Regions from separate parts of the Triticum aestivum genome. Here region 2 is linked to region 1. Evidence: chromatin contacts called from public Hi-C data. All regions are on one chromosome and are shown on one strand. Each heading gives the region's core, a stretch centred on a gene start, on an enhancer-like site or on the middle of the called end of the contact. The rest is flanking DNA. Distances are from core to core; before and after follow the strand shown.

What was found. Hi-C and Micro-C count contacts between places; a contact is called where the count stands out from the background.
Region 2: a contact with region 1 is called in a Hi-C map of leaf, with 6 times the contacts expected there. The contact joins the promoter of LOC123137026 here to the promoter of LOC123137025 in region 1. A contact is called at or near these places in 3 of 5 Hi-C or Micro-C datasets (all in leaf) and 1 of 1 datasets of contacts at active chromatin or transcription factors (leaf).

Annotation. Positions count from the first base shown.
Region 1 is chr6B:304,951,725-304,958,949 of IWGSC CS RefSeq v2.1, reverse strand. LOC123137025 (cysteine synthase) reads left to right here and starts at 4,559. Exons shown (of 7, transcript XM_044556559.1): 1 at 4,559-4,778; 2 at 4,867-4,994; 3 at 5,106-5,308; 4 at 5,375-5,503; 5 at 5,790-5,948; 6 at 6,076-6,269; 7 at 6,384-6,945. The coding sequence starts at 4,698. The coding sequence ends at 6,515.
Region 2 is chr6B:305,168,579-305,175,803 of IWGSC CS RefSeq v2.1, reverse strand. LOC123137026 (cytochrome P450 711A1) reads right to left here and starts at 2,464. Exons shown (of 2, transcript XM_044556560.1): 1 at 1,953-2,464; 2 at 212-1,849. The coding sequence starts at 2,212. The coding sequence ends at 496.

The sequences.
Region 1 (7,225 bases), core at 3,310-5,809:
ATGAAATGAATCAAATGGAGAATAGCACACCAGTTCACATGCCACTTTTACCCCGATTAACTCGATCATAAGCGCTGTGCAAAGATCGACTAGCCCCTGCACAAACATCAAATTAGGATAGTTAACAGAGAGCACCCCTGAAGATATTTTATAGGTTGATAGGCTCTACCAAGAACTTCAAATATTCTTGTGCACAGGCGGGAACATACCCCTACTGCACATTATTCTTCGTTAGAAATTCCGATGAGGCGATACATGAACCACCAGAGGTGACATAAAAACATGCCACCTTTTGACCTGATGCGCAGTAGTACCACACCGAATCGATCAATGATCATCAGATCCCAACTGGAGCAGTCTCTTGTGAACAACCTCTTGATTGTGTGCTACAAGTCTACAAGTGTCCTGATGCTAAAACAGAGTTCAAAACTGAGCAGAGTAGGTGCTGCTTCATGGTTAGTTAACATAATTGACGGCGCAATGTTTCCATTACCACCCGAGTAACAAGTGAACTTACTATATGAAAATTACCGTAGAAGAATTGTTCTATAGTTCCGGGCTTAAAAAAATACATTTTCCTGCTACTATGTTAAGCAGCTTAAGCTCTAGAGCAGAGCTGGATGACACTGTTCTAATGTTAAGTTTCAACTTAGCATCAATATTTCAACAAAAAGATTTTGATCGGGTCTCACCAAAAAAAAAACTATATAGCATGCTATGGTAGCAGTTTATAGACGTCTCTTCCAAAATTAGGGTTGATGGATACAGTAGGAATAGCCGGACAACTATTGCTCCATCGCACGAAGAGAACCTCAAACTGCTGCCTTTCTGCATGCCATGTGACTTGTGATCTGTGATGTGTATTAATACCCTGAACTTTTGCAACTTCTTCCTTCTGTGAAAATGATGTGTAGAAAGCGGAAACCCTCATTTCTGGACGTGCAACCTGATGGCGCAGTGTTTGGAGGCGATTGCTGGGGAGGCTCAGTGGATGTATCTCGGCAGGTAAGTAACCAGGTAGGCACGTACAACTTCGTGTGGATGCCAAGGACCGAGGCCTGATGGCCTGTTTGGAACATAATAATTTCACAGGAGACATAAAAAGCCCTCCAAAATCCGCACGCAAATCATTCATTCCCTATAAGAGGTCTAAGGCTACCAGATCAGTGATTTCACAATTTGGATGGACAAAGGAAACTGTGGTACAGTTACCTTACAATTATTTGTTGTTGATGTTTGAAAAGACTTTTGTTGTCGATGTGACTTCGAATAAGAACCTAATGGGCGAGTATGTCCTAAATGGATTCGAAAGTGAAAAGTGAACACAAATCTAAAGTTTCCTGGTCTCCTAGATAGTGTAGAATCTACTGAATAATGAACAGGCTGCAGACTCCTCGTGAATAAGTGTCCTGAAGTTGTCCCACCATTTCTCTGTCTGAATCTGGAAAGAGCCCTTTTTCTTGCCAAACCAGTACTTATCATGCCAGGTGATCATCTCAGGTCTCCCATGCCATGATAAAGTACCCCTTTTGTCTTTGAATTTTCCTTGGCTTAATTATTCCAGTTACTTGGGTGCCACAGGAAATCATAATGACATACTTCTAATTATCACGTATGTACCCCCGGCGTCGCCACCCCAGGGCGACGCCAGGGGCGTCAAACCCTAGCGCCGCCAGCCCTCTTCTCCGGCAGGTTCCTGCCGCCGGCGTTGGCCGCGGTGGCGGCGGCACCCGGCGTGAAAGGTGCTAGGGCAGGAGGGTTGCGGCGGCTCCCCATGAGGCGGCTGGGGTGGCTCGGGCGGGGTGGCCTTGTGCGGTGGTAGCCGGCGACCCCATGGCTGGCTGGGAGATCCGGTGGGCTTCCCTGCTGTGTGATGGGCGGCGGCGGCGGCCATGGATCCGGCGTCCCTGTAAGATCCGTCGCGGCGTGGCTTCGGCCGGCCGGCGACAAGTGATGGGACTGATGTGGGGCGCTTGGAGGCGTACATCTACATGGCAAGAGGTTGCGTGCGGATCCAGTCAGCGATGAGATCGGAGTGCAGCGACTTCTAGTGAAAACCGTGCCGACTTAGGTCATGGCAGACGATGGCGACGTCTCCGACGTGGTTTCCTTGTTAAAGCATCATCGTTGCATGTTGCGTCACCACGTTCGGGATGTTCCGGAGAAAACCTTAGATATGGGTCTCCCAGATCGGATGATGACGACATCTTCGGTACGGTGCTTCCTCTTGGGGGCATCGTTTTGGAGCAGGTGTTGGCTGGAGGGAACAATAGGTGGAGCGGTGTTGCATCTTCAACATTGATGGCAGGCGGTCTCGGCGACATAGCACAATGGGGTCTTGGTGTTGGATGTGTGTTGATGGGCGCGCGCAGGAGGATGGCACTGTCTGGCATCATGGTAGCACCGACAGCAGAAGAGTTTAGCAAGGTTAGTGCATGGGTCACTCCTGAAGATGTAACGGCGGAAGATGACGGCGACAGAGTATAGAACGTGCACATGTGGTGCGCGTTGTGGGTCTGCTAGACCGGTTGGTGCTCCCAACTAGCTGGCGGGTGGCTTGGTGAGCCCACCAAATTACTTGATCTATGTTGGCGCGAGGTCAAGGCACATCATCGAGCTTGGGTGCCACATGCATTAAGTGACACAGGAGTAGTCGCCCACTCGGTAAAAAAATGCTTAAGATCTCACAATGCTTTTTTTAGGCTACGATCTCACGATGCAATTGTCACTTTTATGATACTTTGGTAAACAGATTCAAATGATTTAATTGACTACAATGGTTGGTTATCTTTGATTTTTTATATTTACTAGAAATTATAACTTTATGTGCAGTACGTATGTAGAATCCAGGCATCAGCCTCCTTGTAAGCACAACAATGTAGATGAAAGACAGAAAAGCTCTGATGAATGTTTTATTTCCTACGATACACCATGAACGTGAGAAACAAACGTTTCTTAAAGACACTGACTAAAACAGTGGAGGTTTGATAGCAAGGCCATGAACAAAACAACTGCGAGTTGTTTTATAGCACACACCTTAACTAATTATCTTTTAAGAGAGCAGGGAAGCTTGCCAAATCTGTGTTGATTACCCCAGCATCTTCAGTTCATGAATACGTAACCAGTCGTCTCAACTTGCAGCGAAGTCACAGACCAAGAGTCTAACAACGGCTACATTTGGCACTTTGTGACCTGCTAAATTGCGAAATAATCCATCACTGCCTTGAGTATTTAATAACATATATATACAGCAGGATGGTCGATGGTTCAGCTCAGATTAAAATTACGGAAATACTAACGCCCTCTGGCAACTCGCCTACATGCATGGATCCTCGTCCAACCATTTCTGCACGAATCCTGGTGCGTTCTAGCAGGTTTTTTATGCCAGGTAGGACTGGGCTGGTGTGTGGGCATTCATCCGGTCACCCACATGCCCGTTTCACCATGCGGAGCGGCTGAGGTGTGGGCGTTTAGCAGTTCGCCCACAAGCCAGTTTTCACGCATGCAAAAGGGCTGGTGTGTGGGCGTTTATCAGTTCGCCCACACGCCCGTCTCTTCTCCCACACCCAAAGCTGTCAGTTGCCATGTGTGTTGCAGCGTGTATGGCAACTGTCCTAGCGTGCTTGTAAGCAGATGACAACTCTCACTTTTTACTTCGAGTTGCCATGTGTTCTGCAGGGTACATGGCAACTGCCCTAGTTGCTTGTAAGCAGATGGCAACTCCCTCTTTACCCGAACATGTTTTTTTACATGCCTTTTTTATAGTACTACATGGCAACTGCCTAGTGCTAGTAGGTGGCAACCCCTAAAGTTTTTCAAATCATAGCAACTGTAGTAGACCAGACAATACATGGCAACAACTGCAATTGTCCAAAAATGGCATCCAGCACTTGACCTGAGATGGCAACTGCAGTTGAGCAACCATGACAACTGTAGTTGTCAGACATGGCAACTATAGCTCAGCAACATGACAACTGCAGTTAAACGAACATGGAAGAGGGTCCGGACCATGGCAACTGCGAGGACGCATGATGACTGTTACGTGAAGCATGCGGGACCATGAGTACGGGCGTGTGGGCCTTTTCGATTTTGCCCACACGGAAGCGTGTGGGAGGGACCGCGAGACAAAAAAAGAGGCGTGTGGGCATTACTTGTTTTGCCCACACGTAGACGTGTGGGCTGATTCTCTTAGACACCATAAAAAACGTGTGGCCAGATCCCTTAACGCTCACACGTGTGGGCGTTATCGGTGTTCTAAAATTATTTGCTTACCCTCTGCATAATGGTTGATTGTCTTGTTCTATAAGCAGGGAAACTTGGGGTCCAAGTTCCAGGCTTCCAACCCATAGGAGGTTTCTTGGCATGCAGGGAAACTTGTGTTCCAAGTTCTAGGCTTCCAACCAATCGGTGGTTTCTGAATTTGATATCTGATTGGTATGCTGCACACTGATGTAGTGTCATATGTCAACAGACTTCAATTAAAAAAAATCTGGATGGAAGTTTCAGGGAAACTTCCCTGAAACCTCCAAATTTAGTATTAATTTATCCATGTAGTATACCATCAGAATGGGACTTCTCAGCTATATAACATCATTGAACGCTGGAGTACCTCATACTTCTGTTCATCCATTTGTCCAAGACATTCGAGCTTGTTAAGTTCTAGTAGTTTTATTTGTTGCAGAGTTAGTACCAGAGAAATGGAGCCACAGGAAGGAAGGAAAGGGATACCATCTCTGCTGTCCTCGCAGGGGGAGTGCATTGCCACCAACATCACACAGGTGCCTACTTTCTCTGTATATAGTCATTATTCCTTCACTGTACAAAGCTTGTTATCTTTAATCTGCAAGTAAATTCTATGCCTTCCAGCTCATTGGTTGGACACCACTGATAGAACTGAGAAACATCACTGAGAAAGACAGCATAGGTGCTCGGCTGATTGGGAAGATTGAGCCGTACCAGCCCCTTTCCTCTGTGAAGGATCGGAGTGCTCTCAGGTGGCTGCTCTTTTTTACTTTCCTTCCCAGGAAGAAATTCTTCACCTCAAATCTACCATACGTAACGTCATGAGTCTCGACAGCAATATGAATGGATGAACAAATTTGCAGATTGATTGAAGATGCAGAGGAGAAAGGCTTGATCACACCTGGCATCACAACACTGCTGGGGGTCACAAGTGGTAATCTTGGCATCGGCGTGGCGTTCATTGCTGCTCAGAAAGGATACAAGTTCATCGCCCTCATGCCTGCTAAACTCTCGCTTGATAAGCAGATACTGATGCGATACCTTGGCGTAGAAGTGGTATTAGTTGGTAAGGAGCTGAGGTACCATGCCCCTCATATCACGTGCCAGATGGTAACATGCTTGTCTCCTGCAGATGCTGTACAGCATGGATTCAAAGCTTTACTTGATAGGGTAGAACAGATGAAGAAGGATGTGGAAGATGTGTATGTTCTAGATCAATTCACCAATCCTGCAAATCCCGATGCCCACTTCAGATGGACTGGTAAGTGGTAACACAATATATTTGAACTAAATTGGATGCAGTAGCAGTAGCGTTTGAGTAACTTTAGATTGTTTGACTATAAGGAAAACTCAGTCGAAGACTACGGACTGACTAACTTATAAGATGTTGAAATAAATTGATGGATGATATGCAATAAATGTTGCTATGTGGTGTTGGCCTCTGCAGGATCACACTTCCATGCAACATTTCTACTCTTTATTTTTATTTAAGATTCCTGGCTAAAAACTGAACCTCAGCACTAATGCATCGAACTAAATGTCCTTAGGACCTGAGATATGGAAAGATACAGCAGGCAAAGTGGACATATTTATAGCTGCTTCAGGTTCAGGAGGCACCATCACAGGCGTGGGGAGGTATCTCAAGACGAAGAACCCATCTGTAAAATTAATATGCGTTGAACCAGCTGAAAGTCCAGTGATTTCAGGCAAGAAACTACTACTATGATAAATATATTGAATAAATGATATTCCTACTATACATGTTTGGTTATAAACCTGGCTACCTTTCTTTGCTTGTAAATAAGTAAGATCTTCCCTGCCTATGATCTGTAGGTGGCGAGCCAGCCTTCCACAACATCCTAGGAATAGGGCCTGGTTTTGTCCCAGAAATATTGGATAGATCCCAGATAGATGAAATTGTAACAGTAACTACTCAAGAAGCTATGGACATGGCTAGAAGATTGGCAAGGGAAGAAGGATTGCTTGTTGGCATATCTTCAGGGGCAAATGCAGCTGCCTGCTTAAAGGCAAGCTCTTTTTTTCCCAAGAGTCTAGGATTTTATTTTTTAGCAGATAGTACAGTGAAGGCTATATAAATCCACTTATTTATCCAGTCCTCTGATTCATGCCCTTCCTGACAGGTTGCATCAAGAGAGGAGAACAGGGGAAAGATGATTGTGACAATGTTTTCCAGTGGTGCAGAGAGGTATCTGAACTCGGAGCTCTTTGCGCAGGTTAAGGAAGAGTGCGTCAACGTCAACATGACCTTCTGATGTCCATATCAAGGCAATGACACCGTAGGGGTGATCCAGAAGTCTAGTGTTATCTTACACTGGCTTATAAGAAGCGGAGGTCTCAGTTACTCAAATACCAGACACTGTTTTGTTAGGAGACAAAACGAAATGCACTAGCGTGACAAGTAAATACTCCCTCTGTTCACAAACATAAGATGCTCTAACCTTTTGTGTGAATCGGATGTATATAGACATGTCTTAGTGTGTTTATTCACCCATTTCAGTCTGTATGTAGTCTATATTGAAATATTCAAAACATCTTATATTGTGAACGGAGGGAGTATCTTATAATGCCAGGTCACAGAGGGTATTGATTGTGTGATTGTTTGACGAATTAGCTCATCACAGGATGGGCTGGTCCATCATTGTATGACCCAATCCCTTGTTTAGTATTAGACTTATTCTTTTATGAAAGATGAGATGGTGATATGGAGCAACCCATTCAATTCCTCAAAGTGGGTTACGTCCATTCACTGACCAATTCCTCAAACCAAACGCCTCAGACTTATCCATCACCATAATGCTTATAAGAAATAAAATAAATCAAATGAAAGTTGTCGAAAAGGAAACTAAATTCATCAAGATATCTGATTAACTGTCTTGGATATTTTTCCCAAGCAAAGCAAAATAAAAAAATTCTTGTAGAGTAAATAATTGGATTTTTCTTGAGTTATTTTTTTAAGGGAAAG
Region 2 (7,225 bases), core at 1,215-3,714, 220 kb before region 1:
CAGTGCCAGTGTTGATCCATCTTATTACTGTATTCTTGCAGATCAAGGTGTTAGTTTCATTTGTCTAAAATTGTCCAAATCCATGCTCGCATCTGATAACACTTCTGCAAATCAATTGATCTGGTAATAGTACGATTACGTGCAAATCAATTTCCGCAGCACATTTACAACTTCCAATATCGAAAAATTGATGGGATTGCCTGTTTCCAAGTTGATCGGACTGATAGTTCCAAGTTGATCCCTTCAGCGTTGGTTTCTTATTGAGCACAAAAGAGCTAGCCGCACATCTCAGATTACCGTTTCTTAAACAACTTGTAGCTAGTTAATCAGAATATTAGCAGCTTAATCACGCCGACATATCCCGCCTCTGGCCACCTAGCTAGCTATACATGATGTAAACTCAGCTCACACACACACACACCTCGCCACGTAAGCCGTCGTATCATGCGCATGCTTGTGGTTGGGGATAATGATTCACGTGGAAGGGCCTGGCGATCAGTCCCTCCTCGTCCTCCTCATGGCTCTCAGCTTGACGCCGTGGCGGAAGCCGAGGACGAGGTCGAAGTCGAACTGGATGGGCGACTCCATGGCCGGCGAGTGGCGGAAGACGTACCGTCGGTACAGGTGCACCACGGCGAGCTTCACCTGCTGCAGCGCGAACCTGTGCCCCACGCACGCCCTCGGCCCGATGCCGAAGGGGATGTGCGCGTAAGGGTGCCGCCCTCGCTCCTCCTCCCCCTCCGGCGCGAACCGCTCCGGCCGGAACTCCTCCGGCTCCGGGAACTGCCGCGCGTCGCGGGCCAGCACCCCCGGCGCCAGCCACACGTACGTGCCCTTCGGGAGGCGGTACCCAGCGATCTCCACCTCCTCGGAGGTCTCCCTGGCGATCAGCGGCGACACCAGGTGGAACCTCATGGCCTCCTTGATCACCAGGTCCAGGTACGGGAACCTGCCCTGGAGGTCGTCGGCGTCCGTGGCCGCGCCGCCGAACGCGTTCACCTCCGCCAGCAGCCTCTCCTCCACGCGCGGGTGGCACGACACCAGGTACAGCACCGACGACACCGTGAACGCCGTCGTCTTGGTCCCGGCGATGAGGTGCTCGTACGCCAGCGCGCGCACGTGCCTGTCCTCCAGCGCCAGGCCCCTGGCGCCGCTCTCCCTCGCGTCCAGCAGCGCCGCGATGAAGTCCAGCGCGGCGCCCGGCGGGGAGGCGCTGTTCTCGCGGTCCCTGCGCCGGCCGGCGATGATGGCGTCGATGCGGCGGCACAGCAGCCGCTCGTTCTCCTCCATCTTGTAGTCCGCCGTGCCGGGCACCCGCCGCAGTAGTCGCTTGCACGGCGTCTGGACGCACGGGAGGAAGAGCCCGAGGATGGTGGACAGCGAGCTGGACAGGTCCATCTTGATGAACTCCATGGACCTCTTGTACTCCTCCAGGAACCCCCTCACGTCCTCGCCGCCGTCCGCCGCGGCGACCTTCTTGCAGAGGCCGAAGTCGATGCCGAAGGCCGTCCTGCCGATGATGTCGATGGCCATGCGCAGCGAGAGCTGGCAGAAGGGGACGCAGTCCTGGTCCGGGCAGGCGGCGACGCTGTCCACCAGCGCGTCAACGTAGGGCTGCATCGTCGGGACGAGGCCGGCGAGCCGGGCCGGCTGGTAGAGCGGGACCACCGTGTTCCTCATGGAGGACCAGGTGGAGTCCCTGGTGAGGAAGAGCGCGTCCTGGTGCAGCGACCCCACCGTCGGCGGCGGGGTGCTCCGGTTGCGGATGTCCTTGAACTTCTTGATGCCCACCTCCTTGCACAGCTCCGCGTTGGCCACGATCACCAGCGGCTGCCTCCCCATGTGAAACCTGCACCGATCGAGCATCACGTCCATGTTTTGGAACGCCATTACATGGCACCTGAAGAAGAAGAAGAAGATGATGATGATGATGGATATAACATTACTACTACCTGAAGATGGGGCCGTGCTCCTTGGCGATGGCACGGAAGACGTCTGGTCCGTGGTTGGCGAGGAGATGGAGATGGCCGAGAGGAAACCTGGTTGGAGGCCCCGGGACCCTCCTGAGGGCCCAGAATGGCGCGTAGAAGTAGACCAGAAACGCGCCGATCACGGCCACACAAGACAGGAGGAGCAGTGCGGGCGCGCTTGTGCCGAGTGCCGCGGCATGGCCTGCGGTTTCCAGAGCAATGGAGCAGTTGGTGCCTTCCATGGAGATGGAGGAAGAAGGAGCTAGGAGCTGTGTGGCTGCCTATCAGTGTTCGGTCTGGGTCTGGTCTCTGCATTGGCTCGTGTTGCTCGTGCCTGCCAGTTTATAAAGCGGCGTTCGTCGTCGGCGTTGCTGTCTTCAGTGTCGTCTTGGTCAGATGTTGTCTGTGGCTCCCCGCAAATAAATCATGATGTCTGTGGCAGCAGGGGTGTCTCCGGCTCTCTGCCAGGTTTCGCAGCGTTGTGCAGTCTCGAATTGTGCGGTGCCTTTGAATTGCGTCGACGACGTGTTGGTTTTGGTCTCGGCTGGACGGTGCATTGCAACGGGAGAAAACGGCCCCTACATGTCTTTATCATTGAGCATGGCTAAAAACCTCATCCTCATGCCCATAATAGGATAAACATGACTAATACCTCTTCCTCAGGTCCATATCCTTCATTTCAATATAACACCAGACACATGTTTTCGCTTGTCGTCTTTGCTGTCCTCGTCGCCGGTGGTCGTAATACCAATTGTCACTAACCAAGGTTGGCAAGGTCTAATAGCTGGATTGTTGAGCTGCCTTCGTGCCCGATGAAGATCAAGAGAGTTGAACATAGTTTTTTTTTATCATCTGGCTAATATAATAGGAAAAAACATTGCACATAATATATGTTTGTGTCATCGTATAAATTGAGTAGTTTGTGTCAGATAGACCATGAAACCTTAGTTGGACTCCTCATGCATTTTGACGGGAGTCACTGGCCGAGTAAGACTGGTTGTACGTGAAGACACGATAAAGAAAAGTATTCCTTCCATATCCCTAGTCTAATAAAATAAAGTAAAACAAAGCATCATGTGGGCATATTTCAAATATTCGCCAAGTTTTATTAATATAGGTATAGATTAAAACAATTTAGCTACAGTACCTCCCAGTTTAGAAAAAACATGTTTACAAAAATGTTTACCTTTTCAAATTTAAAGTTAAAAAATATTTGTGTTTCTAAAATGTTTGCAAATTCATGAAATAATCACAACAGTACCTTCTAGTTTTAATAAATTGTTTGTGTTTTAAAAAATACTCAGGTTTAAAAAAAAGTAAAAGACAAATATTGTTCTTTAAAAAAATGTTTGGCCTTAAAATTTTTATTAACAACTTTGCAAAGTTTTCACGTTCTTAAATATATTCACTTAAAAAAATTCCTCTCTGTATCTGGCGCGACTATGTACTTAATTGAAAATTTCATGGTGCTAATTAAACACCTAGTCTTGTATAGTCTAATGGTTAATATTTGAGTGCTCTAGTATGAGCGGTTGGTTACGATTCCTTGTGTAGCGGTATTTTTTTTGAAAGTTCTTTTACTGGCGAAGTTGTTTGTACGCTAATGGGCCGGCCCATTGCGGCGCTGTGCGTCCTGTGTTTTTTCTTTTGACAGAAACGAATCAGGAGAACGAGAAAACTCCCACACCAGGAAAGGTCTGCGACGTACGAAGCCTGGGACGTACGAAAATTATGTGTGTCCCATCATGAACGAAAAAAACTGGAGAAACAATCCTTTCTTTATAATATGGTAAAAAAAAAAGATATGTTGTGTGTGTTGTTGGTGTATCCAGTTTTTGTTTTGGGAATCGTTTAGCAACGGCGCACCGGCTGAAGCTTAGGCCGGTCCTGTGTGCGCCGCTCGATCACAGCGACCAACCCCAAAAAGAATCGGGCGATCCATGTTTGCGTTGTTGTTTTTTTATTAGCCCGTCATGTGGTTATTAGCCCATCACGTGGCCTTGGCCCACCACGGCCGCTCGTCCAGCTTTCCTCGTTCAGATTTCTTCTTATCTTCAGCGTTACCCTTTGTTGGGTCATCACGTGCTGCTGCATACTACGACCACAATGATTGCATGTTGGAACTAATGATATTTTTTGCTGCATCGACTCATGGTGGAGCTACGACCCGCGACGACGGGGAAAACGATTTTTGCTGCAAATGTAATCGGATTTTGCTACGAGCGATGAGAAAATTTGTTAGATCAATTCATGGAAGAGGTGCGACTTGGGACGGCGACGACCACAATTTTTTGCTGCAACTTGGTGTCTTTTTGCGCGAGTTTTTTTTTGCTACATCCATTTTTTATGATGATGACTGGTGGCCCTAGTTCATGGAACCATGTGCAACGAGCACAACCCTGTGCAACGAGCGTCAATGGTGGTAAAAAGCTTCAATCAGCATGGGAAAAAGTTTCAACCGACGCAAGAAAAAGCTTCAACGGGCACGTGGCGATGGGGATGCGTGCGAGATTTGCTGGAACCGACCTTCGACAGAGCTACATGCTACAACCACGTCGCAAAGTGCTACAACCAGCTCCGCGCATTGCTACAATTGGCACTGCATTTTGCTTCATCGCACAAATGACATCTCGGTGTTTTTGCTACAATCGATCGCACAACTTGCTACATCCAACGTCGTGTTTTTCTACGACCAGCCGCCCCGCACTGCTACAACCGGCATCACGTTTTTCTTCATCATGCAAAATGTCGTCGCAGATTTTGCTACAATCAACGTCGTGTCTTGCTACATCCAATGTCATGTTTTGCTACAACTGGCACAACGAGCTGGAACCATGTCTCAAATTTGCTGGAACCGGCGAGCCGAGTTGCTACGACGGTCAGCGGCGGCGAACGACGATCTCGTTTTTTTGCTGCAACTGTTGTCGGCGTTTGCTACGACCGGCTGGCGGTTTTCCTGCGACCAGCAACTGAAGAGGAGGTACACTGCTCGTCCATGGGGTGTTACGGCCGGCGATCGCCGCCATCGGAGCTGCACCCCGTCGTTAGCCAGAGCTGCAACCATGGCAATTTTTGACTGCAACCTGCAAGCACTCAATGTTGCATGCGCGAAGGCGACAAGAAACACATGGGAGGCACCGACCACCGGCGAGGGCGATCGGCGGCGAAGTGGTGGTGGCCGCCGGCGGCCAGCGGTGAAGCGGTGGCGTGGGAGGTGGTCATCCAGGGCGAGTGCCTGCGGCGCCGCTGCTCCTGTTCTCTGCTGGCGTGACCAGATTTGTTTTTCGAGAGAAAATGATACGAGAAGCCTAGATTTGATGGCTGTACGTGGACGCATCCAACGCCTGGGCTGTGACCGGCCCAAATTTGGGCCGGTGCGCCGGCGCTTATTACTCTTTTGTTTTTATCTCTTCTCCAGTGCCTCATATGCTCTTATTAAAACTCGTAGTTGTTAGTTGTTAGAGAGAAGGATACAAAGGAAACTCAGGGGTAAATTAAACCTGATGGTGGCATCTTCAACGGTAACCTGCAATTTTTTCCCCACATCCGTCTGCTGACATGGATGCGGGAGGCTGCCATCCAACTGTGGTCGTATACATCCGGGCATCCGGCCTTCCTCTTTTTTTTTAAGTCCGCATGATCAAATAGCCGCATACATAGAGTGCAGACGTTAAATAGCCGCATGCAACACTAATTTTAAATTTTGAAAAGTTTAAATATTACATGCCAACATTGTTGTCCCCTTAAACCGCCCACTGATGCTCAATTAGATATTCCTTCAGCTGCTCGTGAGTTGGTCGATGCTGATTTTGTTGATCCATTTGAATAAACTCTTCAAGTGTGGCCAAATTCTGGTCTGTAAGTTGGATAGGATCACCCATATGTTCTCAAATTCTAGAGCTGCAGCAGCATCGTCACCCTCATTCTCGACGATCATGTTGTGCATGGTCACACAATATGTCAGCACCTCACACAAGGTCTCCGTATCCCATTGTTTAGCAGGTCCACAAACAATTGCAAGACGAGCCTACAATATTCCAAATGCACGCTCAACATCCTTTCTAAATTCTTCTTGTCTTTGGGCAAAGTGAGCCTTTTTCTGGCTAACTAGGTGGGCTTCTTAACTTGACCGTGATATTGCCCTTATAAAGCCTTTGGACAGTTCTTCCATTTCCAATGCATGCAGTTAAGAGATCCAAGCAAACCTGACCATCATGTTGCTTCTGAGATTGCCAAGAGCCTCTTGGTGTCTGCCACAGTTGGTTCTCTCAGGTACTGAGGTCTGAACATCTCGATCACGGCAGCTGCAAACCTGACCACGACATCCCCACATGTGCTCTCAAACATCCGTTGGTACTCGCCCCGTGATCAACGACTGTGCCATATGCAAGCATTCGTAGTGCGGCCGTGCACTTCTCGTAGCCAGAGAAGCCAATCGCTCTCATGGCATCCTTCTTCAAGAAGAAGTAGTCATCATTAGATTGGGCGCTATGGTACAAACGATCGAAGACATTCTTGCGCATCCGAAAACACCAACGAAAATGGTCAGCAAAGAGCGCATCCGAGGCAAAGTAGTCGGTCATCAGTGTCAGCGAGCCCTATTGCGGTTGAGCACTCAATGGCCCTTGATTGAACCCTTGAAATTGAGAACATGCTCCTCTGCACACTATGTGTCTTCAAGGACCACCTGCATCATTGCCACCTCATCCGAGTAGCCTCCTCGTTAGAAGACTCAACATAATGCTCGTATATGTGCTCCAAATCGGAATCCATTGCTAGAAAGAAGAAGCAAAAACTGTTTCTAGCTTCGGTAATTCATCGAACAATTGTCAGGCATGGTCAGTATAATAGTAGCGGATGGTATCTGGCGGGGCGGTCGGAGGAAAGAGGTTGAACGACGATGAAGGAGAAGCGGGGTGGAGCCGGTTGGAATGTTGGACGTGACGGAGACGTAGAGTTCCGGCAGGGGTGTGGCGTGGCGACTGGGGTGGTGGGGCGGCGACAAAGGCAAAAGAGAAAGAAGGAGAGAAAATGGTGAGGATGGAGACACGGGGTCCGGGAAGGGTTATGGGTGGGCCGGCGGTGTCGGAGTCCTACTGTCTGGTGTCCGGGCTCCCGCAAAGCTTCCGCATTCCTCTTCGGTTTGCGAGAGAAAGTACGGTTGGACCATGCCGCGGACCGATACAGGCCCGCTCGATGGCTTCCGTGCTCCGGACAGCATGATCCAGACGTATGCAGGTGGTTTGTGGGTCTGC